Linked DNA regions of Danio rerio: region 1 is linked to region 2. Evidence: chromatin contacts called from public Micro-C data. All regions are on one chromosome and are shown on one strand. Each heading gives the region's core, a stretch centred on a gene start, on an enhancer-like site or on the middle of the called end of the contact. The rest is flanking DNA. Distances are from core to core; before and after follow the strand shown. Region 1 holds the start of cul1b (cullin 1b). Region 2 overlaps skida1 (SKI/DACH domain containing 1).

Evidence for each region. A called contact is a pair of places that touch in the nucleus more often than the background predicts.
Region 1: a Micro-C map of caudal fin shows a contact between it and region 2, with 11 times the contacts expected there. The contact joins the promoter of cul1b here to the enhancer-like site in region 2. A contact is called at or near these places in 5 of 18 Hi-C or Micro-C datasets (caudal fin, embryo, hematopoietic stem cells and 1 more) and 2 of 4 datasets of contacts at active chromatin or transcription factors (caudal fin and embryo).

Annotation. Positions count from the first base shown.
Region 1 is chr24:21,268,721-21,271,977 of GRCz12tu, forward strand. It overlaps cul1b (cullin 1b), which reads right to left and starts at 1,628. Exons shown (of 22, transcript NM_213495.1): 1 at 1,565-1,628.
Region 2 is chr24:20,997,715-21,001,051 of GRCz12tu, forward strand. All of the region lies in intron 2 of skida1 (SKI/DACH domain containing 1), which reads right to left. Among named protein-coding and RNA genes, the nearest start is that of mllt10, 13 kb to the right of the region's middle. Within about 2 kb of position 1,492, at least 41 of the 62 cell types and tissues checked have an H3K27ac peak or open chromatin away from gene starts, as enhancers often do. A contact at or near this core is called in caudal fin, where this site is marked.

The DNA of each region.
Region 1 (3,257 bases), core at 378-2,877, 270 kb after region 2:
CAACTAAAAAGAAAATAGAAGAATCAGACTAGAACTAATCATTTACATTCATTAAAAGACAAACATTTATTAGGGTATCCCTACTAAGTATTCGTTCTAATTAAGAATTTTGGTGGCAAACAGAAAGCATTGATAAGTTAAGCCACAAGGCCTATATTAATGGAGATTAATTCAGTCTTTATAAAATGGTGCTCACTGTTCATTTTTAGAAAAATCTGTATCCCTTTTATTGCATTTATATTGCCAATGAAATCAAGAACAGAATGGAATCCAAGTAGCGTCTGTAAATCATTGATGCAAAGCACTAGTGAAGCATATCAAAAACACACAAGAGATATGTCAACTATTACTTGTTAACTTCTGCTAGCATATAATCACAAATAATTAAATGGTACAAACTTTAAGTGATCAAATATATATATATATATATATATATATATATATATATATATATATATATATATATATTTTTTTTTTTTTTTTTTTTAATGAATTTCAAAATAAGATCTAGCTTTTAGACAAGCACTGGTAAAATTCAATGAAATAGTTGTTATTATAAATTGATCTTGTAATATGCCAAGTGATTCTTTTCCAAAATATGCTTGACAAAACATTTGTCCTATAAACTACTGTCACGTTTTACTGTGTTTTCTGTAAACGTATGTACTCTCACCAATACAAAAATTCATAAGAGCTCAGAATAAATTAGACAAACTCTGAAAAAGACACAAACCGCAACAAATAATTTTTCTCAACACCCTAACATAATGTGATAGTACATTATGAGTGACAGTTGCACAAAACTACATTACTATTTTAACCCCTTACATTTATATAAAACCTACTGATGTGTGTTGACACATACCCAAACATTAGCATGACTCATAAACCAACCACTTTGAAAACTCCTGACTGAGGTTATAATTTCAAAGGAAAACTTACCTCACACTGGCACATGAGGTTTAGGAAACTTAATGAAAACCAATTAAAATGTCTATGTCTCAAAAACTGCCAACCCAGTAGACAACATTTTGGGCCAAAAGTGCTGTCTAGGGTAGGCATCTGAGACAGCAGAATTCATGTGAATGTGTGTAAAGGACTCTTCGTTTTGCCTCAGCATTTGTTTACAGCTTTAGGTCTCCATAATATACTTCTTAACACATTAAACGCACTAAGTATTTAATTCATGAACATTTATATGGCGATATTGTTTTGTAAACAGCATCAATAGATTAGCAATGCTAGGTAGCAAGCTCGTTAGCTTCAGGTACCCTTCCTTGTAAACTGCCGCTAAGAGGAACTATTAATACCATAATGTCAACCAAACGTACGTCATTTAAATATAACCTGAAAATCAAGACAAACATTTGTTATTAACCCACTACTGTTATTCTCCGAGGCTTTTGAGATATAATGATGTAAAATGGCTACCTATTCTTAACTGGTGTGTAATATCACAAAAATGTCTCTCTTCCTTATCGACACATTGCCAGACACGTCCATTTAGTTTTCATTTATGTCAAACCGGGACGCCTGACACGTGTTTAAAGATTTTTAGTCTTACCTGTGTGTGTTTGTAACGTCGAGCAGTGTGAGGTCGAGGCCCTGCGCTCAGTCTGTGTGTGTTTGACTGGAGATGACTGGGAATTCCGTATTAGAGCGAGTGAAACGTCATACGCCACAGCGCAGAGACACACAGCGACGCCTACTGTCCACTCACCGTAGTACACCAGCTGCGTAGGAGCTTCACTCTTTCAGGTGCCAGGAACCACTTTGACCATTCCTGCTGCGAATGACTCAAAAAATGTGTGTAAAACCCACCAGTGGTGGAAAGAGTACTGAAAAATCATACTCATGTGAAAGTACCATTACTTGCCTAAAAATGTAGTTGAAAGTAGAGTAAAAGTATCTGTTGTAAATATTACTCAGTCAGTGAGTGGTGGAAAGAGAACTGAAAAATCATACTCAAGTAAAAGTACCATTACTTGCTTAAAATGTAGTGGAAGTAGAGTAAAAGTATCTGTTGTAAATATTACTCAAAGTATGAGTAAACCTTCCAAAAAAAAGTAGACCTTCCAAAAGTACTCGAGAGTAGTGACTAGTGAGTATTACGCTGTAAAAAGCTGATTTGTTTACATGTAATTTGTGCATGTGTGTGTAAACGTAACATTCTGTAGTGCATTTAGTTATTGCCCAGCAGGCACACGACATCATAAGACGTTAATACTAGGTTAGATTTAGGTTGTGATGTCAGGTGACCAAAATTCAATAGCCAGGGTCTAGGGATGTTATTTTGATGTCCAATAATGACGTCAAATGACGGTGATATTTGGTTGATTTTAGGTTGTGTTGGAAAGTGACCAAAATCCAACGTCCAGCCAACATCTAAAACCAATGTCATTGACGTCAAGTACTGACACTTATTCGTCAGGTATGGAAACCAAAATCCAACGTCTGATAGACGTAGTGGTAACATCCACACAACAACAAGCTGTAACATCATTAGACGTTGATATTTGGTATAGGTTGGACATTGACGTTAGGGTACAATGTCAATCTGACATGATGTTGATGTCTTGCGTCTTTGATTAAGGCCATTTTGGTCATCATACAGTAAACATCCTTAATTTTTTTTTCAAAGACATGCATCTAAACAGCCTCTGGGTCAATGCATGTAAAAATTTAGACATCTTGGACATGTTTAATGCTTCCAAACTGTTTGCTGAAATTATAAATCGCCCTTGTCTTGAGGTAGTTCATTGTGATGCGATTTAACTTCTTTGTGTGATTTGATTGGACACGAATCACAAGACAGTTTTTCTAATCTCCATAAACAACAGAAAAGTAGTGGAGTAAAAGTAAAAATACAGCACTAAAAATGTACTCAAGCTTGTAAAAATACACATTTTTAAATCTACTAAGTAAATTACAATTCCTGAGAAAAACTACTCAATTACAGTAATCTGAGTATTTGTAATTAGTTCCTTTACACCACTGCTCAAAGTATGAGTAAAAAGTCGGCCTTTCAAAAATACTTGAGTAGTGAGTGTTACACTGTGAAAAGCTGATGCATTTACATGTAATTTGTGAATGTGTGCAAACGTAACATTCTGTAGTGGATTCAGGTATTGCCCAGCAGGCACACATCATAATACATTAATATTAGGTTAGATTTAGGTCGTGATAAAGGGTGACCAATATTCATTGTCTAACCAGCATCTAAGGACAATTGGTTGATTTCAGGTTTTGTTGGAAAG
Region 2 (3,337 bases), core at 242-2,741:
GGTGATAAACAGAAATTTTATGTCAACTAAAACCAAACATGCTAAACACGTTAAACAGTTTCAAGAATCTGGACTGGCAACATTGATTTAAAGGAATAGCATGAAGAAGCCTACACACCAGAATGTTTAAACCTAAAACAGTCAAATCCGTCTTTGGAAACTCCTAATTTTTTTTCTTAGGCTAGATGTTAGTGGAGTAAAAAAAATAGTTGTTTTAAATTCAATGTTTATCTAGTTAAAGTCTCATTCATCACCTGAAAAAAACTTGTAGTGGTTGGCATTTCTTATACATTTCTGCAAATTAGATTTTTTTTAATCAATTTTATTTGTTAATTATAGCCTACATTATAGGCTAACATGTAGAATATTATTTGGATTTACGATAGGGTCAAAAGTCAAATATTTTGAATCGTTTAGACGTAGGAGTTATTCTGAATGCTAAACATACTAGTTTAATTCACAGTAGGAACAGTTGATTTACCGTGTTTCACTAAGGCCTGTAAAGCCTCATCATCTAGCTTGTGTAAATGACGAGCCAAGTTGCTCATATGTCTACAGCATTTTTATTGACCACCTACTAGATATGATGAATATTTAGTAATAGATGCATTTTAAATCATTGTCATGCAGCTTTTATAATACAGTTTTGAGGTCCAAATGGAAATATATATATATATATATATATATTTTTTTTTTTTTTTTACATATTAGTTTGATGTCCTTCCCTCTGAATGAGCTGTGGTTCAGTTTTCCTATTCCTATGGAGCGACTTTAAAAATCATCTTAAAACAACGCCTACTGACAGGCCATTGGCCTGCAAGGCTATTTAGACTGCTTATTTATTACTGTTCTGTAGAAATATATAGCCTATTATATTGCTCCTACAATAAAGGTAATTCTCTATGCGTTTTAAATATACATATTTCACGTGCCGTATAGGCCAATCATATGCGTTAATAGAATAATGGAAGAGCATTGAGTTTCTATGAGATAGCAATTGTTTCGTACTTTTTTAGTTATGCATCTTTCAAAAACTAAAAATCGAACATAGGCCGAAAGAGAAACCACCGTTATTTCCTCAACAATTTCATTTTAGAAGTATACTAATTATGTTATTTATTCTATGCTATATAAAACAAAAATACAGCTATAGGGAATTTTCCTGTAAAACCATCTAGCGTTTACTTGTATCCAATTTTAGGCCTTGCCTAACAATACACGTAAATAGACTAATGGACTGACTTTTATCCCTTATGGTTAACAAATAAATCAATTGTAGGCCTAGGCTATTTCGCAATTTTATGAACCCAATTTTTTTTTATCAACATCAAAATAAATCTAATCTGCCTTGGAAAGAAAGATAACCCTATTAAGCAGTAAGTATTTAATTTATACCATTGTTTGCCAGGGTCAAGATCGCTTGGTGTGATTTGTTCGTTCCACCTTAAATCCTTTTGTCCTCCCCTTTAAGAGAAAAGATATCCACACGTTCCTGCCCGAGCGAGGGCGCCAAATGCACGTGTAATGACGATGCGCTCGACGAGACGAACTGTCACTTGCGCTTCTGTTCTTACTCAAACACGTCGAGACCACGGCCGTTTTTTATAATTTATGTTCACGCAGTTCATGTATACCCCACGACGCAGTGGCTGAAAAGTTTTTTTAGGTATAAGTATACTGTTTTACGTGCTTATTCCCACCCTCACATTGGCTACACCAACCATTTCGTCTCTTCGGCATCGGCTTTTCCCACAACTGTTCTATATTACATGTTTACAGTATAAGACGTCTTTAGTCAAATTTTGTATAGGTAAAGGGAAGTTAAAAGCCGACATTAGCTTAAATAATATTAATATTATCGTTAAATACAACAAATGGCATGCTACACACGCTTCAGCGAAATGAAACAAGCATATTGGTCTTTTTTCGTTGTTTTTTTACTTTTGCACCGTTCAAAGACACATCTTTAGGCTTTATTAAAGCAGTGATTTGTGCCAACATTAGTCGGTATATCAAGGATTTGAATTATTTCTGGCTGATATTTCGCACCGCTGTGAAAATGCCTAACAGCAATTCGCGTTCGGCATTAATGTATGCATAAACATACATCCAAGCTTTAAACAGAAATTCACATGTAAAAAAAAATTGACCAACAATACAGACCAAAAGAAACGAACGGAATAAAGGCTATACTGTCGTAGCCTGCTGTGCGAGAAACGACTGGACCATGTGGCTGCAGTTCAGAATAGTTGTAGGCTAGGGATTTCTTTTCTTTTTTATACGGATAATTTTTGACAAATAAAACGTTGTTGTTTTCTGATTAACAAATCCACCTGCATCTAAAGATTTTGAAGAGCCAGGCGAAGTGCGACGGGTTAAATGGTTAATCGATTTGGTTTGCTGACATCCAGGGAGGAACAGGTGATTTTTTTTTTTTTTTTTTGGAAGGCTGTTCTGTTTTAAATGTGGAAAAAATAAATTCATTTGCTTGAGCACTTTATTGGAATCGGTTAAATTATACATGTCCCTAACAAACTGGTCATTTTAACAGAAATGCTCAACTTAAATACACGTTGCAATGAAATCAAGTGTAAGATTACGTTGTGCGGTTACTCAAGTGTTGTATTTATTTACCGTGAATAAACCTCTCCGCTTATGTGTTTGAACGGTGAACTTCTAACGTGTGGTCTGTTTGGAATGGTCAATTATGAAGGTCTGGCTGAAAAGCGGAATATATTACTGACTCACAGCACAATTTTTCATCAGTGTTATGAAAGACGCACGTCACCCAATGAACAAGTGTTTTGGGAGATTGTTTTAGATCAGTGCTTGTTTTTACAAGTGTTTCTGGAAAAAAGACGATCAAAGGTGGTCATGGTAGAACTGGAATTAATGCTTTGTTTCGCTTTAGACAAACTAGTCACTAATTCTTTCACTAAAACTATCACTAAGTCCTTGACGCATGAAATATACTGTAATACTTGTCCTTAAAATAGTTAAAGAGCTTTAAAAGCAGGACACGCAGCAGGTTTCAAACACCATTTTGTTTTGGGTGAATTATCGTTCTCGTTTAAGTTCATTTATCAACCATCGTCCTCAAACATGCATCCATTAAAACGCAAAAGACAATATTTGACCTTATGACTTCAGGCTATTTTTACCTTACCAGTCGCAATAGCAAAATTGGTCTAAAACATTTTATACGAAATCCACTTACAACCCTAAACGTCTTCTAATATGACAGCGTATTTATTGTTTAAAAACGGGTCAATTAAACGTGCAATGCTTTTATCCCAATCCTAATTTTAATTTCTATGTGGTGCAAGTGCACTTTAGG